Regions from separate parts of the Rattus norvegicus genome. Here region 2 is linked to region 1. A link is a contact called in public Hi-C data. All regions are on one chromosome and are shown on one strand. Each heading gives the region's core, a stretch centred on a gene start, on an enhancer-like site or on the middle of the called end of the contact. The rest is flanking DNA. Distances are from core to core; before and after follow the strand shown. Region 1 overlaps Prelp (proline and arginine rich end leucine rich repeat protein). Region 2 overlaps LOC120096251 (a long non-coding RNA gene).

Region 1 (5,709 bases), core at 2,050-4,549:
ACATATGTACCACCATGTCTGGCCTGACCCTTGACTGAAGCAACACTGAGCTCCAGCCTCATGTCCTGGGCTACAGTTGAACTCAGGACTCTGTGAATGTTCCTTAGGGAAACTGTCCTGGCTGAACATTGCAACCTTCCACTAGAACCAGAGAGCAGATAGACAGTTTTAGCAGTGCTATACCCTGATTACATAGCTGCCTCTCCGAGTCCCCTTCACAGACTTTTTAAAGACCAACACTCAGATTTGGGAAGTCCTTTGCTATGGCTGCTGCTGGCTTCTTTTGTTAGGAGAATAGCTGGCAGTATTTCTGGGTCTGTTTTATCTACAGGTCCACCAGCCAGAAAGCTGATGCTGATGGGACGGGATGGAGAAAGAAAACCTCATGCCTTTCAAGCGTGGTGTTGAGCACACTCTATCCATACGCGATTAAGTCATCCTGCCAATTCTGTGTCAGGAGATAGCATTACCATCCTCATTTTACAGGTAAGGAGACATTCCGTATGGGTCTGGTATCTTTTCAAGGTTACTCGCATGCAGAAAATAGTGAGACCGCAGTCCAAACTAGTAGGATTTCTTTCTCCTTTTCTTCAATGCTAAGGATGGAACGTAAGGTCTTATGTACTTGTTAGAAAGGCTTCTAGACTGGGTGGTGTGGAGAACTTGGGAGGCAGAGGCAGGTGGATCTGTGGACTACAGATTGAGTTCCAGGTCAGTCTTGGCGACACAAACCCAATCTAAAAGAAGGAAGAGGAAGAGGGGAGTGAAAGGGGAGGAGGGAGAAGAGGAGGGGAGGGAGAAGGGAAGAGGAAGGAGGAGGGAGAGGAGAAAGAAGAGGAGGAAGAGGAGGGGAGGGAGAAGGGAAAAGGAAGGAGGAGGGAGAGGAGGAAGAGGAGGGGAGGGAGAAGGGAAGAGGAAGGAGGAGGGAGAGGAGGAAGAGGAGGAAGAAGAGGAGGGGAGGGAGAAGGGAAGAGGAAGGAGGAGGGAGAGGAGGAAGAGGAGGAAGAGGAGGGGAGGGAGAAGGGAAGAGGAAGGAGGAGGGAGAGGAGGAAGAAGAGGAGGAAGAGGAGGGGAGGGAGAAGGGAAGAGGAAGGAGGAGGGAGAGGAGGAAGAAGAGGAGGAAGAGGAGGGGAGGGAGAAGGGAAAAGGAAGGAGGAGGGAGAGGAGGAACAGGAGGAAGAAGAGGAGGGGAGGGAGAAGGAAAGAGGAAGGAGGAGGGAGAGGAGGAAGAAGAGGAGGGGAGGGAGAAGGGAATAGGAAGGAGGAGGGAGAGGAGGAAGAGGAGGGGAGGGAGAAGGGAAGAGGAAGGAGGAGGGAGAGGAGGAAGAGGAGGGGAGGGAGAAAGGAAGAGGAAGGAGGAGGGAGAGGAGGAAGAGGAGGGGAGGGAGAAGGGAAGAGGAAGGAGGGGGGAGAGGAGGAATAGGAGGGGAGGGAGAAGGGAAGAGGAAGGAGGAGGGAGAGGAGGAAGAGGAGGGGAGGGAGAAGGGAAGAGGAAGGAGGAGGGAGAGGGGGAAGAGGAGGGGAGGGAGAAGGGAAGAGGAAGGAGGAGGGAGAGGAGGAAGAGGAGGAGGAAGAGGAGGAAGAGGAGGAGGAGACCGCTACACCAGTGTCCCAGTAGCTGCTTCTTGTAACCCCGCTGTGGTGTTCCTGAGAAAGTTTGCCCTAGCCCCTACCCCATGATACCCCTCAACTCACTCTCTATGCTATTGTTGTTGAGGTACAGGTGTTCCAGCTTGTTGCTGATGGCCGGCACATTGCTGATCTTGTTGTGTGACAAGTGGAGCACCAGCAAGTTGGAGATGTTGAAGGAGTTCTTGGGGAGCCCTCGATCCGACAGCTTGTTGTAGTTCATGCGGATGAAGGCAAGGTTGGGGAAGTCCTTGAAGTATCCGCTGGGAATGGTCTCGATCTTATTGCTGTCCAGGTAGAGCTGGTGAATGGCCGGGGGCACCTTGGGGGGCATCCTTCTCAGGATGTTGTGGGCCAGATTGAGTTGCATGAGGTTCTTGAGGCCCTGGAAGGTGTCGGCTTTGAAGACTCCGTCGCTCAGCCTATTGTGCTGCAGATCCAGAAGCAGAAGGTTCTCAAGCTTGCTGAATACTCCGGGCGGGATCCTGGAGATGAGGTTCTGGCTTAGCCTCAGCTGTTCCAGGTTCCGGGGCAGAGCTGATGGCACCTCTTCCAGCTGGTTCTTGTCCATGTAGAGGAATGCCAGGCCAGGGAGCTTCTCCAGCACTCTCTGGTCCACCTTGCGAATGCGGTTGTTGTCCAGGTTGATCCACCTGAGGCCTGTGGCATTTTTGAAAGATTCTACGGGGAGCTCGGTGATGAAGTTGTTCTGCAGATAAAGGTAGTGAATTCGGGGTGGGATGATTGGGACCTTGCGAAGGTTTCGGCTGTCACAGTAGAGGGCTGATGGGAAGTCAGGCGGGCAGTAGCATTCCCGTGGACAGTCAGGGAAGACAGATGGAGGGCCAGGAGGAAGGGGTGGAGGCAGGTCTGTGGGCTCTGCTGGCTCGTGGGGCTGAGGAAAGCTGGGTGTGGGCCTTGGCTTGGGTTTACGCCTAATCCCAGGTTTTGGTCTTGGCTGGCCTTGGGCCACTGAGGCCAAGATGAGGAGAAGTGGAAGGAACCAGAAGAAGGATGCCCTCATGATCCAGGTGATGTACCTGCAGGAAGGAAACTGGGAGAAATTAGCCTCTCGTGGAAAGGGGCATGTTTGTAGAAAGCACAAGATGCTGGGAACCAGGGGTCTTGAGGCATGTTGGAAACCCTTGGCGGGGGTGGGTAGGTGGGGGAGAGCTGGAGGGGGTGCTCTCTCTAGCAATCATATGATAAGACCATCACGGCTCTTGTAAGGAGAGTGCTTAAGGTCTGCCAGGAGTGGCAGGGGATGCTAGGATATGGCCCAGAGTCCTAAGCAATGGATCGGGAAGATTCCATACAAATCCCACATTCTCAAACGGTGCCTACATTCCTGTGCACCCTCTGAGGAGGTACACTGAGAAGGGGCCCCCAAGGTGACTCTTGTGTTGGCTTGAGGAGCATTAAATCTGTTATAGACAGAGATAGAAATACTGAGAGAGGTAAAACACACACACACACACACACACACACACACACACACACACACACGAGGGTGGTTAGACAAAGCATTTGAAGAAAAGAGGAAAACATTTCATTGCTATAAATGGTCTGCAATCCACCCACCATGTCCAGCCCCCACTGTGTTTGGGGTGGAGGGGGGTGGCTTGAGGAAGCCAGGAGACTGTTTGACAGTGAGCACAGAACAAAAAATGCAGGAGGTGTCCTGGAAAGGAACCACTCAGATACCAGTGTTCACCCACTCACCCTTGCACTGTCCTCTCCCCTGCACTTGGCTCAGGGATTGCTGGTCTTTGCCAGCACAAACTGTGCCAAGAATTCTTCCCCAGATGTAGAGGCCCTTGGGAAAATAAACAGGAAAGGAATAAAAGACCCGGGGAAACGCTTTCCTTTCTTTGGACCTGGTATTGTCACTCTGTATAACCTTGGAACTGATGTTAGAATGGGGAGTCAGGAAGAACTTCCTTGTAGCCGATGGCAACTCTGAGATCAAGAGCTGAAGACCTTCGTTGGGTGGCTCTGCTGACCGGTGGAGTGGGAGCTAAGTTGAAAAGTCCAGCCTAGCTGGAGGGCCCACTCCCCTCGCCAGCCTGGGGTAGGACGGGCCCAGGGAGAGGGTGCCCGTACTTGATCTCTTCAGCTCCCCTCCCCGATACTTCCCACATGGCATCCGTCGCTCACTTCACATCTTCCCCACTACCATAGCTCTCAGCGTGCAGGGTGTGCTGCAGTGTGTCCCTAGCTTGTCCTTGAACCCTGTGATCACAGCCTCCATTCCCCACCTCTCCTCTGAGCCCATATTTATGTCAAATCTCCCTTTGCTTTTCCAAGGAACTATCTTCTGCTCGCTTTGGTCAAAGGAAAGGAAAGGGTGGTGGGATCCCCAAGTTGTTCAGGTGGAGCCGAGTGTGACAGACAACAGGCGAGCTGGAAGAGCTCATTCCTAATGGGCATAACTTAACTGTGCCTGCCTAACCATATATGCTCATTACACACACACACACACACACACACACACACACACACACACACACACCCATCAAACACACATACATGCCCATCACACACACATACACATCACACACACATGCCCATCACACACACACATACACACACATACACACCACACACACACAGTCATGCCCATCACACACACACACACACACACACACACACACACACACACACACACCCCTCCCTCTTTTTCTAGCCCATATCAGTCTGTACACATACTCGATGAGCAGACTCACATTCTCAGGGCCCTGTGTGACTGTGTGAGCTTTGTGTGTCAGTCTAGGTGGGAAGGAGGGTAGAACAGAGAAGGTGGAGCCCTATCCTGCCCGATATTTCTCTCTCCTGTCTGAGGTGGTTTCTCTTTGGACAGCCTCTAAGAAGTTCATTTCCCCTGGGCCTTTGGTGACACGGGACCTGCACTTAGGGTCTTGGTTTATCTGAAGTACGGCTTCTCTGAAAGGACTAAGAAGACAGCAGGTCCCTTGCAGACTTGAACTTGAGCCCTGCTGCTCATCCTCCTATCGCTCTGTAACTGGTGTGTTGTGGATTAGCATTTTAATAAGGCTTTTAATTTCCTTGAAAATAGAACAGTCACATTACATAGGAACGAAGAGGGCAAAGCATTACTATTCCAAAAGACGTTTTAACAGCACCAGTCTTTATGACTGATTTGTTTTCTCTTGTTGTTCTTTTTTAATCTCTTTGTTTATAAGTTACCCAGAAGTCTGTAGGCAAAATTACTACCCACTCATGCTGTGAGAGACCTTGCTCCAAGGCCAAAATTAGGCTTGACAGAAATTTCTGGGTTTGCTTTGCTGCCCTTGGTGCCCAGAGCACTTCCAAGGTGAAGTAATGGCCACGGAGTTAGCCAAACAAAAGCTTTCTGGGGCATCCAACAGGGCCTTGCCTGTGTGGGCTCTGATGCGGGGGATAGGGGTGGATCTCGGTTGTCTATGTGCTGGGCAACCTGGGCTCCACTGCCATGGCTATCCCAATGGGAAGGCTACTCGGTTCTACCTGCCTGTCTCAGACATGGGGTCCCCAGGCCTCCTTCTTCCTCATGCCTGGGCCAGACTCTGAGAACCCTTATCTTCCCATTAGTCCTTTGGACCCTTTCTTCAGGAACTCAGGGATAGCCATGCTCCACCCACAGTCCCAGAAGCCCCCTCCCCACCAAACGAGCCCCCGTGAATCTGAAGCGGGGACTTTCACTAGGAGGAGGCTCAACCCTCTCCTCTCTCAGCCCCAGGATGAACCGGAGATCCGTGTGCAGAGCGCACAGGGAACTGAGCTCATTGCCAAGACCTTGCTCATAGGCACACACCCCTTCCTGCTGAGCCAGGCTGTCCTGGGTTTCTGGGAAGTTCTCACTGCATGGCCATTCTCTCTAGCCATGCTCCCCCCACCTCAGGACTCTATAAGGGGTGGGGGCTGAGGCAAACTGGAGGTAACTCCACCCAGAGGGGTTTGTAGTCTCACCAACAGAGACCAGAGCCAGGGTCCTGTGCTCTTGCCTTCCATGGCATTAGGTCCTTTAGGGTAGGGTGTCTTTAAAATCCCTTATGCTTCTGAAAACATATCTCCCCCACA
Region 2 (5,352 bases), core at 1,196-3,695, 140 kb after region 1:
TTCTTACTGAGGCGTTCATTGGATAACAACAGAATCAACAGCCCAAGGAGGGCCAGGCGTTACAAACTGAGAAAGAGCTGGCAAAATGACCATAGGTCTGCGGGGAGATGTCAAGAGCCTGATGTTGAAGGCTTTGGAGTGGGACACAGTAATCTAGACAAGAGGGGAGATGATCTGGCCATAGATAACACCCAAATATGGAAGGAACATCAGATACGTTAGGCATCAAAAAATGGCTGGACCACAGACAGCATTTAAAGCAGCGAGGCAGGATGCTACATAGGAATCAAATCACCTAGAGTGAGAGTTCTGGTTTCTTTAAGAACTCAGTTATGTTATGTGAACTTGTCTTTGTTTTAATCCCAGCTGTGAGATATGAGAGGCTGCTTCAGAGTGTCCCCAGCAGCAGACTGTTTGCTCCAGCAAGGGTAGAATTACTGCTAGCTGTAGATTCTTTAATTCTGGGGACTCTGGAGAGGGTATAAACGCCCGAGTCAGGAGAGGGGCTCTGAAGAAGAGATGGGGGAGGAGGGGGAGGGAGTTGCTGCTGCTGCTGCCGCTGGTGGTGGTGGTCCCTGCTGCTCCTGGTTGCTGTTGTCGCAATTTAACAAGAAGTTTGAGATATCCTGACAGGATGAAGATTTGGATTGCTCTAAGGAACTATGCCCCTACTCAGCAGGAAATAGTATAAAGAGACCTAAGTCCCCTTCCCCTCTAACCTACCTGCTGTTGAGCCTTTGGAAGGGATTGGAGTGGAGAAGGATGATAGATATAAAAAACAATAAAATAGACTAAAAACAAATACACCTACACTGCCGGAATTCTCTCTTTCAGACTTGAGTAGCCAGACTCTTAACTACCACCCTACTAAGGGCAGCGGCTCTATAGTCTCGCTGTTTTGTCTTTGGCCACAAGGGGGCAGTGTCTCTCATCACATGGTCAGACTCCAGAGCCTTTCAAAGGCTACCATGACAGCTAGATTTCTCCAAGTGTTCTTCTAATCCAGCCGTTCTCCATTCCGCTCCTTAATAGTAGCAAAATGACAGCTGCTAATTTGTAGTGAGGTAGCACCGAAAATAATGTGAGGGTTGGAAGTCACCACAACATGAGGAACTGTATTAAAGGGTCACAACATTAAGGTGGAGAACCACTGTCACCAGAAGACCCAGTGACACCAGGTGCCTTTTGTGCTGGCCAAAGCAGGTGAGGCCTATGGGACCCTGCTCAGAATCTTGTTCTGTTTGTGTATTGCTTTGTTTTGAAACAGTCTTGCTATGCTTCCCAGACCCGCCTTGAACTCCTGGCTTAAATAACCCTCTTGCCTCACCATCCTGAGTAGGTAGGATTACAGGGACCACTATGCTCAGCTTTTCAGACTGCTGGCTTGGCTGTCTGATTTGAACAGCATCTCACATGCAGCCCAGGCTAGTTCAGTAATTAAACAAGTTACTGTGATACGAAAATGTAAAACATAAAATTTATATATCATGTATATATTTCTTCATTACTACAATTAACGAAATCCCTCTAGAGGCTTATTGACTAAAGTTAATTCAAAGTGTTGCTAATGCAAAAGGCATGTTGAGGTCTTTTCAATAAATGCAACGTAATATAAAAACATCTATGCTCTCAAGCCAAGTATTGCGACGTACACCCATAGGCCAAGCACTTGGAAGATAGACCATGATGATCAGATCAAGGCCAACCTGGGCTACAAGAGGCCCAGTCTCAAAATAACAAAACTGAAATCTAGGACTTCAGGGGGAAATGGAAGGAGCCTCGAGGGCTGCCGTGTCTGTGGCCTTCGGAAGTGAAGGCGGTGGTGAATTTTGGTTAGCCGCACGCCAACGGAAGATCTGTCTTCTGGTGCAAATGCACAGACCTGATTATCTAGGGGGTTCAGGAAAAGACAGGTCAGAGCACAGGAAGAATGCTAGAAGGAAGCACCAGGCATGGATCGTCCCTCTCTGGGGGCACAGCTCAGTCACAGCCAGCTCCTGAGCAAGGCTGCTGGGGAAGGAGCCGTGAAGCTCTCAGGGTCTTTGTAGAGGTAGGTAGGGACTCAGACTCATTTTCGTCTTAACAATGTAAAAGATACTGCTCATTCTGAAACTCACAAGGCAGTTTGATAAAAACACCAAATAAAGTACCAAATATTATTTCTCCTTTCTCCCCCTCCCCTTCCCCTCCTCTTCCTCCTCCTCTTCCTCCTCTTCTTCCTCCTCTTCTTCCTCCTCTTCTTCCTCCTCTTCTTCCTCCTCTTCTTCCTCCTCCCCCTCCTCCTCATCATCCAGGAGGAGGAGGACCAGTGTGACTAAGGAAGCAGCAGGAGTGGCCTGAATGTTCTCCTTTATTTTGTGACTAAGCCACTCTACTATGCTCCCAGGCACTGACTCCACCGCTAAAGTGCCATCAGGAAACTAATGGTCCCATGTGGACCTCAGACTTTCCCAGAAGGTTCCACCTCAGTCATACAGGCGGGAGCTAATAAACGTGACTTCAGCAGCCAGTTGAGACCCTGGGTATCTCAAGTCCCCAAGTTGTGCTCACGGGAACCCAACACTTGCTCAATTATGCAGTTGCACAAGCTTTGACTCCTGAAAACCAGCTCATGCCCTAAGGTCAAAGCCTACACCAGAAGCAAGTAGGGCTGCCTTGCTGACGGAAGCCAGGCTTTACTGAAGCACAGCCCTGAGAGCAGAGGAAGGGAGAACCTACAGGCAAATGGCTAGGAAGGACAAAGGGCCCAGCAGCCACACCCAGCCACACTGGGCCCCAACAGGAATTGCAAACGCTGACGACAAATGATCTGTTTCCACCCAAGTCTGGGCTGCTGTTGGGCACACTGTACGAACAAAGGGCACGATTCCACTGGAGACTAGAAAATGGGTCAGAGTCCCTGACTGAGCAAGGAGGAAACCTGAACGGCAAACCCTGAATCTTCATAAGTCGACAAGAATTAGCAGCAGCCTTGACTCCAGTCTATCCCAACAAACCCCGCCCCTCCTTCCCAGGTGTCTCGCACTGAGCCTTGGGTCTTGATGAGATTAGGCTCTGGAGACAGGATGAGACAACAGGGGAGTGCCACGGGCTTCAGGCTTAGCCCGCAGTTTTAGGAAGAGATAATAGCCAACCATAGCCAGATACTCAGAGGGTGTGACTAAGGTTGTTGCATAGAAAGATCCAGAAAGCCCAAGCTCCCCCAACAGAACTGGACATAACAAGGCTCCAGGGCACACAGCTCCATGCCTAGTAATAAAGGTATGTCAGGAGCAGAGGACTTTGGACAACATAGAAGTGGAACCAGTGCAACCCGGAAGCAGCCACAAAGTCATGTCCATGAAGATCACGGTGCAGCCCTCCAACCCCCCTCCCCCACCCCGCCCCCAACGCCGAGGCCCTCACGCTGGATCGACACTGCAGAGAACTGTGCGCTGCTTCCGCATGGAGTCCAGCTACCGCTGCCTCTACTCTCCACCTCACCAGCACAGGTTCCATGAGGCCTTTGCTCTCTCACGTCACCAACTCTGAAGTCTAGATCAGCCTAGCAAGACGGACTCCCATGCTGGTTCTCCAGAAGCAACCGAGATCGCAAAGTTAGCAGCTGCTGATCTCACTTAGAGCCGGCTCTGTCTCTCATGGTGGGAAGTCTCCATAATAAAGAAACGGCTCTGAGCGGTCAAACACACCACACGGCAGAGTTTATTTTTTCAGGAAATCTGTGGAATGGGGGTTGTGAGGTACCACCCCAAGGGCTGAGTAAGAGACACCACCAGGATGTAGAGAATCCTTATGGGAACGGGGACTGTCACCTACAAATTCCTGCCTCCTTGTAGTGCAAAAGTAATGGCTTCTGGTGGGAGCTGTGCCCTGCTTTGAGGCTGATTTCAAACGCTCATCACTGTTCATCTCCCACGGCTGGCCTGACAAAGCCTCAACAAATGCGGCGGTCTGGCAATTTTTAGAATCTATTATTCTCTTGTTTATTCGGGAGGCCAAAAGTACACAATGTGCTTTCAGAGCTCTGCTTTTTTCTGAAGGTCTTAGAAACCATCTTGCTTGCCTCTTCTGGTTCCTGGCAGGTCCCGACAGTGCTTGGTTTGCAGCCCTGTCACTTCCATCTCTCTGCTGTCCCCATGTCCATCTGGTGTCTTCTATTGGTCCCTCTGGTAATCTCTTCTAAGACATGGGGCATAGCTTTAAGGACCTCCCTGATTCAGTATGCTCTCATCCTAGACTTTTGGTAATTACATTTGCGAAGAGAATGCCTCCAGATGAGCTCACGCTCTAATGGTCTGGGTGACCGTGGACACGGAGTCAGGTGGTATGCATCCCATGACACCATCCAACAAGAGCTTTCCTAAGGAGGGCTGAAAGATCTTCGAGGGGGATTTTATGCATATGTTCCACAAAAACTCAGGCAACCTTCTGCTGGGTGACAACAAAAGATAGTTAAAATGAACATTATATAACCGAAAGCCCCCTTCTGGGTTCGTGTGAACGGAGGATGAGCACATGTCCTTGAACCTACATCCTTCTCTTTTCATTAATGATATATTTCCCCAAAACATACACTGAAGCCTGGCGATCAATGTAACCAGCACCATGAATCCACCATTCAGGTTTAGTGCATGCGAACATCACTTCGAAGTTGCTTCCTCTAAATGGAACTGCACCTGAAGTCTCCTGCTCTCCACCCTCTCGGGAGGCAAGGTCTCTCTAGTCCACCTTTGCCTTCTAGTTTAACTTTATGATAGTGAGAGAGCAGTGCACTGTCCGTAGATAGCGCACTTTAGAACTTTCTATCTTTTCCCAGCCATGACATGCAGGACGCTCGCTGTGCTCTGAGCCAGGAAGCCTTAGGTCCATTGAGCTTTCAACTTCTGGCTGGTTTATTAGGTTGGGTTGTATCATCAGCCAATGAGGGCCCGGGCTTTTATTGCATATTTATAGATCTCAAACTGGCTAGAGTTGTTCGTGCCGATTAGCACCAGAGTCTAAACGGCCGATCTAATTGGCTACCCAGGTTGTGTCTTTAAACTGTACAATGGCTTCACACAATGTCTGTAATTGACTTCTCCCCACAGAACAATATGTGGTCAAGGTTTATCCACATCGATGCTTGAAGCTCCTATTCCTCCCTCCTAACCACTGTATCCTTATCTGTCTGCTGTCTTATTGAAGGGCAGCTGTTCTCAGTGCATTACTGTTTGTCCTTGGGTTTGGGTCCCTCCAGGGTATCCCCCTCCCGACCCAGTGAACACCATCAAAGTATCTTGAGTTGCCAAATGTTCCTTGGAAGGCAAAGGCACTAGTTAAGACGTCTACAGCTGGGAGGAAGGCAGTGCTTGC

Evidence for each region. A called contact is a pair of places that touch in the nucleus more often than the background predicts.
Region 2: a Hi-C map of liver shows a contact between it and region 1, with 5 times the contacts expected there. The contact joins two enhancer-like sites. A contact is called at or near these places in 12 of 12 Hi-C or Micro-C datasets (the A7r5 cell line, the Rat2 cell line, Schwann cells and 7 more) and 1 of 1 datasets of contacts at active chromatin or transcription factors (oligodendrocytes).

What each region holds. Positions count from the first base shown.
Region 1 is chr13:47,923,427-47,929,135 of GRCr8, forward strand. It overlaps Prelp (proline and arginine rich end leucine rich repeat protein), which reads right to left. Exons shown (of 3, transcript NM_053385.1): 2 at 1,696-2,669. The coding sequence starts at 2,653. Among named protein-coding and RNA genes, the nearest start is that of Prelp, 6.0 kb to the right of the region's middle. Within about 2 kb of position 3,300, at least 20 of the 93 cell types and tissues checked have an H3K27ac peak or open chromatin away from gene starts, as enhancers often do. A contact at or near this core is called in liver, where this site is marked.
Region 2 is chr13:48,060,371-48,065,722 of GRCr8, forward strand. It overlaps LOC120096251 (a long non-coding RNA gene), which reads right to left. Exons shown (of 2, transcript XR_005492457.2): 2 at 1-5,352. Among named protein-coding and RNA genes, the nearest start is that of Fmod, 17 kb to the left of the region's middle. Within about 2 kb of position 2,446, at least 5 of the 93 cell types and tissues checked have an H3K27ac peak or open chromatin away from gene starts, as enhancers often do. A contact at or near this core is called in liver, where this site is marked.